2 separate regions of the Mus musculus genome follow, and region 1 is linked to region 2. The links are chromatin contacts, called in public Hi-C maps. All regions are on one chromosome and are shown on one strand. The core of a region is the stretch at or near the end of the contact, and the rest is flanking DNA. Distances in the headings are between cores, read along the strand shown. Region 1 overlaps Thada (thyroid adenoma associated). Region 2 overlaps Thada (thyroid adenoma associated).

The links. Hi-C and Micro-C count contacts between places; a contact is called where the count stands out from the background.
Region 1: a Hi-C map of CD8 T cells shows a contact between it and region 2, with 1.8 times the contacts expected there. The contact joins two enhancer-like sites. A contact is called at or near these places in 6 of 484 Hi-C or Micro-C datasets (CD4 T cells, CD8 T cells, bone marrow-derived macrophages and 2 more), 3 of 115 datasets of contacts at active chromatin or transcription factors (CD8 T cells, effector CD8 T cells and regulatory T cells) and 3 of 9 other capture datasets (adipose tissue, liver and pancreatic islet).

The regions. Positions count from the first base shown.
Region 1 is chr17:84,303,537-84,310,184 of GRCm38.p6, forward strand. Thada (thyroid adenoma associated) reads right to left here. Exons shown (of 38, transcript NM_183021.3): 29 at 6,351-6,519. Among named protein-coding and RNA genes, the nearest start is that of Gm24492, 19 kb to the left of the region's middle. Within about 2 kb of position 2,780, at least 48 of the 459 cell types and tissues checked have an H3K27ac peak or open chromatin away from gene starts, as enhancers often do. A contact at or near this core is called in CD8 T cells, effector CD8 T cells and liver, where this site is marked.
Region 2 is chr17:84,238,096-84,245,238 of GRCm38.p6, forward strand. All of the region lies in intron 31 of Thada (thyroid adenoma associated), which reads right to left. Among named protein-coding and RNA genes, the nearest start is that of Gm24492, 46 kb to the right of the region's middle. Within about 2 kb of position 1,611, at least 27 of the 459 cell types and tissues checked have an H3K27ac peak or open chromatin away from gene starts, as enhancers often do. A contact at or near this core is called in CD8 T cells, effector CD8 T cells and liver, where this site is marked.

The DNA.
Region 1 (6,648 bases), core at 1,530-4,029, 67 kb after region 2:
ATTCTCACCCCTGGAGAAACATGAAGTGACTCTTCTGTAAGTTCAACATAGCCCTGACTTAGCCAGCCTTCTTTCAGAACACTGCAAAGCCATGGGAGGGCATGCTGGGCAACAGTAATCATGTATGGCAGCCTGTGCTCTGGAGCCAACACTTGGAGAGGTTCTCTAAGTAACACACACCAAACAAAAGCTTTTGAATGTTTATAAGGAAAGGATTAATTTATCCCTGGAAGTAGGATTTTAATTAAAAGTGAATATATATTGCCAACGTACATTTTAACAAGGTCTAGGTCTTTCTTTAACTTTTAAGAAGAGCCCAGTGCCCCCCCCCCCCCCCCCCAGTGCTGTTCATATCAAGGCAATAGTAAGTCACTGCTCTGCTGCCCCTGCGTTAACAGAGATGCCTCTCCTCCCAGCTTGGTGCCTGCCCGCAGTCTCCAGCTCTCCCTGCCATACTCCTGCTGTCTGAGAACTGCAGGCTCTGCAGAGATGTTGACACATTACAATCACACCATGGGAGAAACTTGGCCACAGCCCTTCCCAGACTGGGGAGCAACTTTGTCAGATGCAGATTCTCCTTTCCAGGGACCACAGGTCCACAAGAGGGAAGAGCAAACCTGACTACCAGTCACAAATAAGAGTGTTTCCAGTAATGTCTGAGTCGGTCTGGAAACAAACCACACAGACAAGTAATCCACTCAGCTTTGAAGTCACCATCACTTCAGGCTTTTGTTTTTCCGTCTGAAATTGTACTTTCTGAGCATAAAATCATCAACAACGAACACAGATCATCAAACAGGACCTGTCAAGTACTGTGCCATTTCTGGACAACTTGAACATTTTATATTTCACAATTTTGTACTGTTGAGAAATATGGAAATAAGAAAATATATTAAAATTCTTAAAGCAAAGAATGACTACAATGCGCATGCTTTTAAAAGATGGAAATAACTCTTAAATTATATTTAATTGTAAGTACTCGGGCAAAGCTGTCTGTCTCCTGGACTTTTTCCTTCCTTCTATTGCCGGGGTCTAGGGAAAGCAATGAAGGATGGTGTCTGGTCCCAGCCCCTGACCAGCAGCTGCGTTACACACTTAGGCAAACTGGTTCACCTTTACTGCTCCCTAGGTTTCTGCTTTCCTTTTCTAGAGAGCCATTCGCGATCACCCTGTGCCTTCAGTTCTCAAGCTGTTCTTGATGACCCAGTCCCACTCCGCTGCTCCCATCTTTGCGAGATCCTGACTCAAGCAGAGACCACCTCATTTTTTTCTTCTTTCAAGTCCACAGTCATCTGGCTGTCTGTTTTTCACCCCAGCTTTACTCACCCCGCTGCCCCTGCCCACAGAGAGCTTAGTGTGCTTTGGACCTCAAACCCCAGCCCCTCAACATTGGGAGAAAAAACCCCACGGGGCAAACTACTCCCCTGACTTCCAGCACCTCTAGAGCAGGGCAGGCACACTGTGTTTGCTGAGTTAAACTCAGTCGTCACCATGTCCTTGCAGCCTCACCACTTCCTAGATCCAGAACTGCTCAAGTCCAAGGCTCAGGAAGAGAGGGTGTGAGCACTGTGACTGAGCAGTTGGAGAAAACCCTGGTGTTCCAGCAAGGAGACTTATGCAGAAAAACAAAGAGAAGGGGGAGAGAGAGGAGTGGAGGCAGGGAAGGTCCGATGAGTCTTTTCCATGTTAGTCCCTGACCTTTAGTAACGATCCACACAATCTCTAACGCTGGCGGACTCTGTTCCAATGTTGACCAATTACAACACGCTCAATGTAAGGAGACCAATCAACCAGTAACAGGTAACATAAGAAAAGAGATGGACTCTTGGCTTAACTACCCTAGTCATGAAAGCTGTTACTCTTGTCAACTGCAGGGAGGAAGCACATTATAAAAAGAGCCATGGGCTTTAGAGTGAAGTACACCTCTCCCTTTGACTGGGAAGGGAGTGGATGACTGAAGGGCTCTAGTCTTGCTACTTTGCAGGCTTGAATGCTTGAGCATGAATAAAATCAAAGGTTACCTTTACTTCCATGGTAAACTAGGCTGACGTCCTAGGCCATCCAAAGTCATCTATGTATGGTTAATACACTGTACTGTACAAGCAGGCAGCCCCGCCTCTGAGCTCCATGGATAGGAAAGACATCTCTCTCTCTTTCCCTTTCTCTTAGAACTCAGAATTCTCAAGATGGAGAAATCAAGTCTCCAAATCGGGGAGAAAAAAAGAACTGAACAGAAAAGCAAAGTTGATGTCAATTACTAGGGAAGCGCAGCTTGCTTGTCTCTCACACCGAGGTGCGGTGGCACCAGAGTGATTGTTTAGATTGAAGACAAAACTTGTCTAGACCATTCAAATAAATACACAAATGGTTTTCTCACGCCCAACAAGCTCCATCTAACTGCGAGCTTTATGAACAAGCTTTCTTTTACCTTTTATATTTGATATTATACCATCAGAAACTTGAGTAAAAGACGTGGTGGATGAACAAACCCAAAATTCAAACTCTCCCCTCAGATGCTGTACACTTCTTTATGAAATATCAAAATGTTAGTTAAATACGTAAGAATCAGAACAAAGCTTTCCTTGGAGTTGTTGGCCAAACTTGGTCTCAACAAGAGAACTTTCTGAATGGCACTGCCAGCTCTTAGGAGGGGCAAGTGACCTAGTAATAACATTAAGTTCCTAACATGAAGAGCTGTGGCAGTAAAACAGTTCACTCTACTTCACAGAGGGGTGGACCTGCCAGTGTTGCTCTGAGTGATCACTGTAAGCTCCATGGCTCTGCTGCCTCCACTGAGACTTCCTGTGGTTACCTTGGGCTCTTCAGAACCTGCTGAACTATATCTCACCTTCCCAGCATGCATCACTTCCACCCACCTCAGCACTGTCACGCTGAGCCTCTGGCTCTGGATGATCAGGAAAGGAACTCACAAGTCCCAGTTATGCACACCCTATAATTTGAATCTTTCCCAGAGCCAGAAACTCAAGGGTCAGCACATTTTTGTCTTTAAGGTATACTGAAGAAACACTCTGGGGTGTGATATGTTTATGTAAACATCTTCAAAGAAGTCAATGTATAATTCAAGAAAATATTCTCTGAAAGAATTTGTTTTCTGATTACAAAATGATTTCCTGCTCTCGAAAACCGAAGAGTTTTGTGTTTACTTAGCTGGCTCTGAAGGTCCCGTGGAGAGTATCACTCCTTTCAGGCTCTTAGCATCTCTTTTCCAAAGGCAAGTATTTGCTGGCTTCAAAGGCAGCTCTCTGTAAAGAATCTACCAAGGAAGACTCCTCCCTGCCTGTCTCCACCCTTTAGATGCTCACTGACAGCACTGCAGACCCAAGGACCCGAGCACCTTTGACTCCTTTCCCACCAGGTGAAGTAGCCTTAGGAACTACAAGGTCTGTCCAACCACACAGTGAACACCCAGCCCCCACACTGTGACTCCCTCCCCCAGTAAGCCTTTCTTGCACTTTGGTGCAACAGCCAGGGCCCGCCATGGAGGAGGCACCTAAGCGGCCCACCAGCACAAGCGGAGAAAGGAAGGAATGGCCCCACTTACCTACACTGCTGAAAGAACCCAGCCAGCAGCATGGCTGTAACCTTTCATGTTGTGGGCACTCTAACTCCCACAGTGTACATTTTCAAGACTCAGTTTTGCTCTTTTCCTTGTCACTAGTCTGTTTCCTTTGAAACAGCAGCAGAGTTGGGGGCCAACAGCTCTGACTTGGGATTTCTGAGGCAACCTTTCTACTCTTGTGGTGGTCCCTGTGACTCCCACCAGTGTATCTTGACCAGGGCCATGAGGTACAGAAGGTGGCAGTACGGCCCCATCAACCTGATCTTCAGAAAGTTGCAAAATAGGTCTTTGATTCAGGTGTGGCTCTGTGCGCAAGTCAGTGTGCTGACAGAGGGTTGTGCTACTGGCTTTGACGAGTACATGAACCTTGTACTAAATGATATAGAAGAAAGTGTTTCCAACTAGAAATGGTCAAGCATGGGAGAAATTGAGAAAGCAGTACAGTGGTTTTAAAGGTGTTTTCTGCTAGCACAGTCTGAAAGATTTATTAATATTTTTTAGAAGTCCTTGTGTTATTATCAGGAGACAATAAATGCTATGAGATTGTTTTTTGTTACAAAAAAGAAAGCAAGAAAGCAAGGAAGGAAGGAAGGAAGAAAAAGAAAAAGAAAGAAAAGAAACAAAATGAAAAAAAGAAAGCAAGAAAGAAAGGCAGATAGACCGACAGAAAGAAACCTAACTTGTTTTATTTAAACCAATGATGATCTTTGGGCCTTTATGGCCTGTTTCCAAGGCTAGGATAACCTGTGCTTCTTCTCTTTAACATAGGAATGAAGAGAGGACCCAAAGGCTCTAAATGCTTAAGGCTTTATAATAAGAACCACATGAGATGGGAGATATGGTACTGTGGGTAAAATACTTGCCATACAAGATGAGGACCTAAAATGAATACCCAGTCCAAAGGTAAAAATCCGGAGGTACAACCCGAAGGGAAGAACCCCTGAAAGCTTGCAGGCCAGCACCCTGGTGTACAGAGCAGAGAGCCTCTCAAACAAGGAAGAAGGTGAGGACTGACCTCTGGGGCTGCCCTCTGACGGCCACCTAGGTGCCTGGGAGTACATCTCTGAACTCCAACACTTCTCGCCTCCCAACAAAAGCAATTACAGAAAGCTGTAAAGCACAAAGGATCTGAGGCCCACTCAGTTCTGAACTGAGAGCCGGCGGCGGGTGGGTGTGTGTCTTTTTAGGAGCCCCATGGGATCAAGCTACTTTAAAATGATGCTAAGATGGTGGCTTCCTTTACTTTTCCTTCATCATGTGCAGTTAAGCTTATTGCGTTTAAGGATTGTGAGAATGTCTTCCCCGGTGATAAAGGAGTATGGCTTTGGGTTCTTATGTCTTGATATTCTCTCATTTCTACTGTCTAAGTAAATACTGAAAGGTAAAGCCTGCTCGGTACCCTCATTAATTTCAAGTGGGTAAAGTGCTGAGAACCACTGAGGTGGCACTTTGGTCTGACCCACAACTTCCTGTTCCCAGGCTGGCACCTTCCCCTCCACCTTATACTACCATGTTCTCTGCCTAAGAAACTCCTTCCCCATGCCTGATTAACTACTGTCAGCCTCTGTTAACTGCTACCTGCCCTGTGGTGCTGGCCCTGATTTCTCCACTTTAAACTGATGGCCCTGCCATGTGTCACCCGTCACCTAGCACGCTCCATTGGGACTGTCTACTTTCTGGTCTTGATGTTGTCAGACTTACTGTTCTGACGATGACACAATAGCATATAGTAGGTATTCAATAAATCTTTACTGAATATATAAACAACCAAGCCATGAAGACGAAACCACAGATCTACCTTACGTTTCACCTTCGGGCATATGTTTGTTTATATCATGGGTCAGGGTGCATATCTGATACAGAACCAGGCAGTCCATCTCTGGAATTGCACACTGTGAACCATTTCACACAGTCCCCCATGGCAGTAGTGTAGACTTCAGGTTTACAGTATGTCCTGGGAGCTCAGGGCCAACTCTCATTCTGCTTCTAATCAAGCAGCATGATATGGAATCTAAATCCGTTCCCATCCATCCAAGGTGAATATCCCCACAGCCATGTGATCAGCGGATCTTACCAACACTACCCATTACCAGGTTACTGGGTCTTTTTTAATAGGACAGTTCCAATTAGTTCTCATTCTTATTCTTAAGTAAAAAGAACAATAAAATCCCGTATTTAGTTAAAACAAAAGCCAGCCTGAAGGCTTGGTTTTCTATTGCTTTGATAAAATACTATGACCAAGGCAATGACTAGAAGAGTTTATGTGAGCTGATGGTTCCAGAGAGTTAAGAGTCCTTGATGGCAAAATGAAGGCATCAGAAGGCAGGAACAGACGTTGACGATTTATATCTTGAACCACAAGTGGGAAGCAGAGAGGGTAAACTGGAAATGGTGTGAGTCAACCTTCCCAAACAGTGCCACCAACTGAGGAGCAGGCATTTGAATACCTGAGACTCTGGGTAACATTTCTCATTCAAACTGTCACAACGTTGGGTACGGAATGACCAGAATGTTCTATAGGAATACTTGATGAAAAAGCATGTTGCAGAGTTTAGTGCACAGGATAATCTGCCAAATCAGTGTATGTTCATACTTGAGGTGCAAGAAGTAATATTTGAGAGGTATATAGCTGTTAAGAAGTAGAAATAAATAAGTTATACAGATAAACTTAAAAGCCTATGTATCAAGTGTTCACGTGCTAAGAACACACAAGAATCAGAAGTTCATCTTGTGGTGCTCTATGGAAGTCACACAGAGCTGTTGTACTTACTTGCAGAAGTGTCCCATGAATGTGGTTTTGTCGGAAACACTGGTCAGTGCTGTTGGGGAGTGAGTTCAGTAGAGCACAGAGGGTACTCGGTATTTGGTCTATCATAATGAAGGGGACCAACGCACGAGCTGCCATTTCCCGGGAGCGGTAAATAGGTGAGCGACCACACCTGGGTAGGAATAAAACATAATATGATTCAATGCTTGCTAGAACATCTGTATCTTGCATATGTTTATTTACAGGACCAATACCTCATTTGGAATGATTGTTCATATATTTTCTTTATTCAAATGATGCT
Region 2 (7,143 bases), core at 361-2,860:
TTACAGGCCTATGCACCAGGCTAGCTCAGGGGCAGGTGTGTTTAAGCAAAGAATCCTTAATGTGCTGGTGGGGACGGACTGAGGATGTCTTTTAAGTATACTATTTGAAGAACACCTTCTTAAGCCATAAGCTGTGAGCTCAGCCCTTCTAACTTGTGAATCAGAAGATTACAGAAGGGAAGGGATGAGTGCATGGGGGGGGGACTACAATTTCTAACTACTTCCCTCCAGTTCCATCCCAGCAGCCTTTACCCAACACAGGGAGCCAATCAGGAAACACTGCAGATAAACACAGGACGAACTAAAGACACAAACATGCAGTTATTTCCCAACATAGTCTGCTTCTGCTTCTTCAAAGAACTGCACCACAGTGCAAGATTTGGAGGGGATTTGCACCACCATAAACCCTAGCACCTGCCACCCTTTGATTGACCTATTTCCCACAAAGGATTTTAGGCCTCTCTGATGTTTCCAGGCAACAGGAGACACCATGAAAGCACTCTGAGGACCACACCTGGATAGACAGGCTCTTTTTAGTACCTTGGTCGATTTCTGTTGCCTTACCAGCATCGAGAGGGACTGGGACCAAGCAATCTCAGTCCTTGTCAGTGATAAAAGACAGTCCTGAGACTCTGCCTGAGCTCTAAAGTATGTACTTAAGAAACAGAATCTGGAGGCTGGAGCAACTGCTCAGCAGTTAAGAGCACTGACTGCCCTTTCCAGAGGTCCCAAGTTCAATTCCCAGCAACCACATGGTTGCTGTAATGAGATCTGATGCCCTCTTCTGGTGTGCCTCAAAACAGCTACAGTGTACTCATACATAAAATGAATAAATTGCAAAAAGAAAAGAAAAAGAATCTAAGAGCAAAGAGGCCTCTGGAACTACTGGATTGCAGACACACTACAAGAGGAGGAGTGCAGGGAGGGCTCCCAGCAGGCGAGCCCAGCAGAATCTGGCTGGGTTGCAGAAGTCCACCATGGAGGGAGGAGTTAAGGAACTTCTTCCAGGTAAGCAACAGGAGGTGAGCCAAGGAGGAAGGGCACCAGGATTCCTGTTGTATTTAATGTGCCCACCACAACCCCAGACGAGGCAGTAAAAGGGTGGGAATTTACACACTGGGTGCTGACAGACATCAGTGAAAATTCAAGACTGAGGCCCTGATCCAGAACAGTGGCTTTATAAAAAGAGGAGAGACGTCTGAGCCAGGATGCTCTCCACACTGCTGCCCTCTGCCATGGACGTCACTACTGGACGCCCTCGACAATGCCAGGTAGATGCTGATGTCAAGTTCTTTCACTTCTAGACTGGTGAGCCAAAGAAATCTATTTTCTTTGTAAGTTAGCCTTTCTGTGATGTTTCTAGCAGCAGAAAATGGGTTGAGACACCCAAACATCAGCGCAGAGGCTCTTTCTCCACGTGATAGCCTCCCTTCTTTGCTGTCAATTAACTTCCAGACTCCTATGTTGTACAGATCTATTATCCCAGCACTCTGGGGAAGGTAGGATGATGGTTCAAAGAAGTTGAAAAAGATCAAAATGAAACTTCTAGAGATAAACAGTCCAATGTCTAAAATAAAGACATAGTGGACAGAATTCACAGCAGATGAGAGAGCACAACAGAAAAGACTAGTTAATAGTTAATCTGAAGACACAGAGATAGAAGCTGTGAAAAATGGAACACACATTAAAGAACAAAGAAAAAGCCTAAAACGTGGGGTGGCTATAGGAAACCTTCAGGTGACCTAACACATGTGACAAGAACCCCTGAAAGGGGAGGAAGTGGGCAAGGTACAAAAAAAAAAAAAAAAAAAAAGTCAAAGAAACAATGGTGGTAGAACAATTGATAATCATATGAGACATTTATCTTACATCATACATAGGAGTTACATAGATGTAGGTCATGCACATATATAAAATCTAGAGCCATAAAGCTTTAGATCTCAGGATGCAGCTCAGTAGTTGTGTATGAGTGCTTGCCTAGCAGGTCCAAGGCCCTGGGCTGATCATTAACCAACCAGCCAGCCAACAGCCAATCAACCAACCAGCCAACTAACCAACAGCCAGCCAGCCAGCCAACCAACCAACCAATGAATCCATCAAATACAACCTCACTAAGCTTTAGAAAAAAGTATGAAAGAATATCTTTGTGACCTTGAGATAACAAGGACTTAACTAGGGCGCCCACACACACACACACACACACACACACACACACAAAGCAGGAAACATCTATGGGTAATACTGTAGACCTATACCCAAGATACAACTTCCAAAACACAAGAAAATCAAGAAGGAAGACCAACGTGTGAATACTTCATTCCTCCCTAGAATAGGGAATAAAATATCCATGGAAGGAGTTGAAGAGACAAAGACGAAAGGATGGACCATCCAGAGACTGCCCCACCCGGGGACCCATCCCATAATCAGTCACCAAATGCAGACACTATTGCATAAGCCAGCAAGATTTTGCTGAAAGGACCCTGATATAGCTGGCTCCTGTGAGGCTTTGCCAGTGCCTGGCAAATACAGAAGTGGATGCTCACAGTCATCTATAGGATGGAACACAGGGCCCCCAATGTAGGAGCTAGAGAAAGTACCCAAAAGCTGAAGGGGTCTACAACCCTATAGGTGGAACAACAATATGAATTAATCAGTACCCCCAGAACTCGTGTCTCTAGCTGCATATGTAGCAGAAGATGGCCTAGTCAGCCATCATTGGGAAGAGAGGCCCCTTTGTCTAGCAAACTTTATATGCCCCAGTACAGGGGAAAGCCAGGGCCAAGAAGTGTGAATGAGTGGGTAGGGGAGCAGGGCGGGGGTTGGGGGAGAGTATAGGGGACTTTTGGGATAACATTTGAAATGTAAATGAAGAAAATATCCAATTAAAAAAAAAAAAGAAAAAAAATAGTGTAGACCTACTATCCCAGCATTCTGGAGAAGATAGGATGATAGTTCAAATCTAGCTTGGACTACACTATGAGTTCTAAGCCAGCCTAGGCTATACAAGGAAACCCTGATTAAAACAGAACAAAAAAGCTAAAGTCATTCCACATAAATAAGGGAAGAGAGGGAGGGAGGAAGTGAGTGAGAGAAAGAAAGAGAAAAGAAAACAATCAATTGGACTTCATTAAAATTAAGAATGATGGGCCAGAGAGAGGGCTCAGAGGTTAAGAGCACTGGATATGCTGGGCGGGCGGTGGTGGCGCACGCCTTGAATCCCAGCACTCGGGAGGCAGAGGCAGGCGGATTTCTGAGTTCGAGGCCAGCCCGGTCTACAAAGTGAGTTCCAGGACAGCCAGGGCTGTAAAGAGAGACCCTGACTTGAAACCCCCCCCCCCCCCAAAAAAAAGAGCACTGGGTGCTCTTCCAAAGGTTCAGAGTTCAATTCCCAGCAACCACATGGTGCCTCATAACAATCTATAGTGAGCTCTGGTGCCCTCTTCTGGCTTGCAGGCATACATGCAGGCAGAGTGCTATATATACATAATAAATCTTAGAAAAAAAAAAAGAATGACTGCTCTTGAAAAACACTGTTAAGAAAATGAAAATGTAAGTCAAAGATAGGAAAAAACTATCCACCAAATGTTTATCTTTATAAACTCACACACAGCATAAGAAACAAAACCACAGGCCTACCAGATGAATAGGTGGGTAAAGGCACTTGAGCGAAGCTGATCATCGGAGTCAAGAGTCCCACAACCCACATGGTGGAAACAAAAACTGATTCTCACAGGCTGTCCTCTTCACATGCCTGAGGGCACATACATGTTCTCTCTGTCTGTCTGTCTGTCTGCTTGCCCCCCCTCCAAGAGAACTTACAGCTCAATGATAAGGCAAACATCAGTTTATAGAGCTATGTAAAATGTTGAATGGATACTTTGTTGAGATGGCAAATACTGCACACGGAAAGACAATCTAACCAGGGAACTTCATGTAACCTCACGCCAGGAGAGCTACATACACTCACTGCAACGATGCAGCTGCCGACGCTGATGTCAAGTGTTGGCTAGAACACAGAGCAACTGGACCACTCTTCTGGTGGCAATGCCAAGTGGGCATCTCTTCTGATAAACATTCTGGCTGTTTCTTTTTACCTATGGCCTAATAATCTGCTTAGATTTTTTTTTTTTAGAATAACAAAAAATATTTTACTAAAACATAAGACTAAAACATAAGATTTACAGAATTTCCAGAAAAGATATTAAAAATGGTCACATGCTTCTTCTTGTTCTGTCTGTCTTCCTTCCTTTTTTCTTGTCTTTCTTTGTGTGTGTGTGTGTGTGTGGGGGGGGGGGTTTCTCTATGTAGCTCTGGCTGTCCTGGAACTTCTCTGTAGACCAGCTAGCCTTGAATTCACAGAGATCTGCCTGTCTCTGCCTCCCCACTGCCGGGAATAACGGTGTGAGCCCCCACCACCTGGCAGCATCTGGTTCTGTTTGTTTGTTTTTGTTTTGTTGCTTAGGTTTTTTTTTTTTCCCCAAGAAAAATCAAAGCATTTAACCAAACAATTCTTTGAAGATGTTCAGGGCTCCATATCTGACATTCTCTAATCAGAAAAAATAGCCAACATGTCTATCAACTGTTGATAAACTATCCATAAACAAATTATATAAACAGTGGAACACTAACTTAGCACATAAAAAGTCACGGTTCACATCGAACAATGTACTTTCACAAGTACAAAATATAATTAATCCAATTTTAAAGTGGGCAAAGGAGGGCTGGAGAGATGGCTAAATGTTTAAGAGCACATGATGCTCTTCCAGAGAACCCAAGTTCTGCCCTCAGCACCCACATCAGGCAGTTCCCAACCACCTATATCTCCAGGAATCTGATCCCCTCTTTTGGTCTGTGTGGAGAATCATGTACATACAGAAACACAGATACATATAAACAATGAATCTTTTAAAAATGAGCAAAAAGTCTGAACAGACATTTCTCGAGACAAATGTCCAATGGACATCAGGAAAGATGCTGTATCACCAGTCAGAGGGAAGTCAGAGCTCAGCCCAGCCAGGGCCACTGCACTCACAACAGGCAATTGTACTCAGGCAGTAACAAGTACGGCAGAGGAAGGGGAGAACTAGGAGCCTTGGGTGTTTCTGGAGGAAGACTTCAATTCCTCAAGAAGCTGATCCAGCCCTTTCTTCTCCTCCTATCCCCTGTCTCCACAACCCCCTTTACTCCTATGTGCAATTTACTCAGAAGAACTGAAAAAAAAAAGAGCCCATGAATATTTATAGCAGTGTTATTTACAAAAGACCAAACGTAGAAGCAAACCAAATGTTCACCAGTTGATAATGACTGAAAAAGTGATGCTGACACAGTGGAATATTATTTAGCTATAAACCCAAGTGAGTGCAGCTTTAGGCTACATACGGATGAAACTCGAAGGCATGGAGCGAAGCAGCGAGACATGAAAGGCCACAAAGGAATGCTTTCCGTTTATGCAAAACATCTCTGACAGACTTGAAAAAGCTATGTGCACTGCAATTTAACAGACAGGCCAATGAGTTTCTCATGATTGGTGATGAAGGGCCGGAGAGGGGAGAGGCAGGAACATGTAAGGGACAGGAACCACAGAGTTCTGAGGTCATCCTGCACATTTGAACAGTTCTTTCTCTGGGGTAGGAGTGCAAGTCAGGAAGTTTCAGGACGTGGTTCTGTCACAGACACAGACACTCAGTCCGACTAAGTGTCACACATTACTATCCTTATTTTCGATGACTGACATGGCAGTTGGATCCTTTGCAGTAACCAGCTGCATGGCTGAGCAAGTTACTCCCTGGGAGAGTCTCCATCTTCCTACTGACTAGACAGTATGAGACTGCAGTTCTTAGAGTGGCCTCTGTACACGGTACTCACAGAGTTAACATGCTATGCACTCATCCGGTACCACCCTGCTTTGCACCTCTGCAGAAGGGAGCTAGCTGCTTATGTCAGAGTGCACTGTTGAAAAGCAACATTTCAGACCAGAGTCCAGTTTCTGCAGAAAACCAACTAATGTATAGATGACAAAACGTGAACATTAACGTCCTTGAAATTTCATAGGTGCAGGCTTAGAAATCAAAAGTCCCAGAAGCCTCTAAAAACTGTTCTCAAGTTCCCCCTGCTCTCTCACCCCAGCCAAGAGAATCTCATCAGCTGTGTCAGTTAGGCAGGTCTGCACGCACACTAAAAGCACACAACCAGGACAGGACAAATCCCGCCCAGCTGCTCAGGTGGGGCTGGCTACAGCTAACCCAACGAGCCTGGCTAACCATGGCAGGCGTTGGTAGGCTGCCACTGCTTTATCCTCTAACTATTCAGCTGCATTTCCTAGGAATGAGGTAAAGGAAGTTCATGGGTCATAAAAATCATGGACTGTATTTCTTTACATCATGCAGTGCTCATGTTCTAAGCAATACAAACACAAGCATTGCTGAACACGTCGCACAGACTTCACCATTTGACCCATAGCACCTAGGCTGGCCAGAGGGAGGGCTGATCTCACGAAGCAGCATCTAGTCTACACATCCGAGCTCATTACAGAGTGGCCTGTGTTCTTACCCAGCTGTGGTCTACACAGCGCACTGCGCGGCAGCTACAGTTAGGGTTCTGACTCACCGTGTGAGCTGGCCACTTGTAGGACATCCAGAAGGAAAAAGTAACGACTATAAACTAAGATTCCCGATGAAGGAGTGTTTATTGTACTTGGCAGAGTGATGAGATCCGACCTATAAATTCCAGCTAACAAAGAAAGCATAGAACCGTCCCAGCACCCTGCCTCTGGGAAGTGTTGTTTGGTGGCCCTAAGTATGTCTATTTTCAAAGGCGCAAAGGGCGGGTCCTGCCCAGAGTGGCAAGTGCTCGCTTTCTAGTAATACACCCGAGTCCCAGCTCTGGCCTAAGGTTGTCCCACACTCTTAGGGACGACACTGCAAACACTGTGACTTAGAAGCCGCAGCACAGGGAAGTCGGCCTGGAGCTGATCCAGGAGGGCTGTCTCAGGGTTCCTGATGGCCGTCTCTCAGACATGCCACCTGTGGGAGATGGGGAGCTCGGGCTCTGGAGTCTTAGGACACACAGGACTCTCGGTGCTTCTCTCTGCCTCATTGTGAACGATGAGGACCATCAGCAGCACCTCCTCCATTCACGCACACG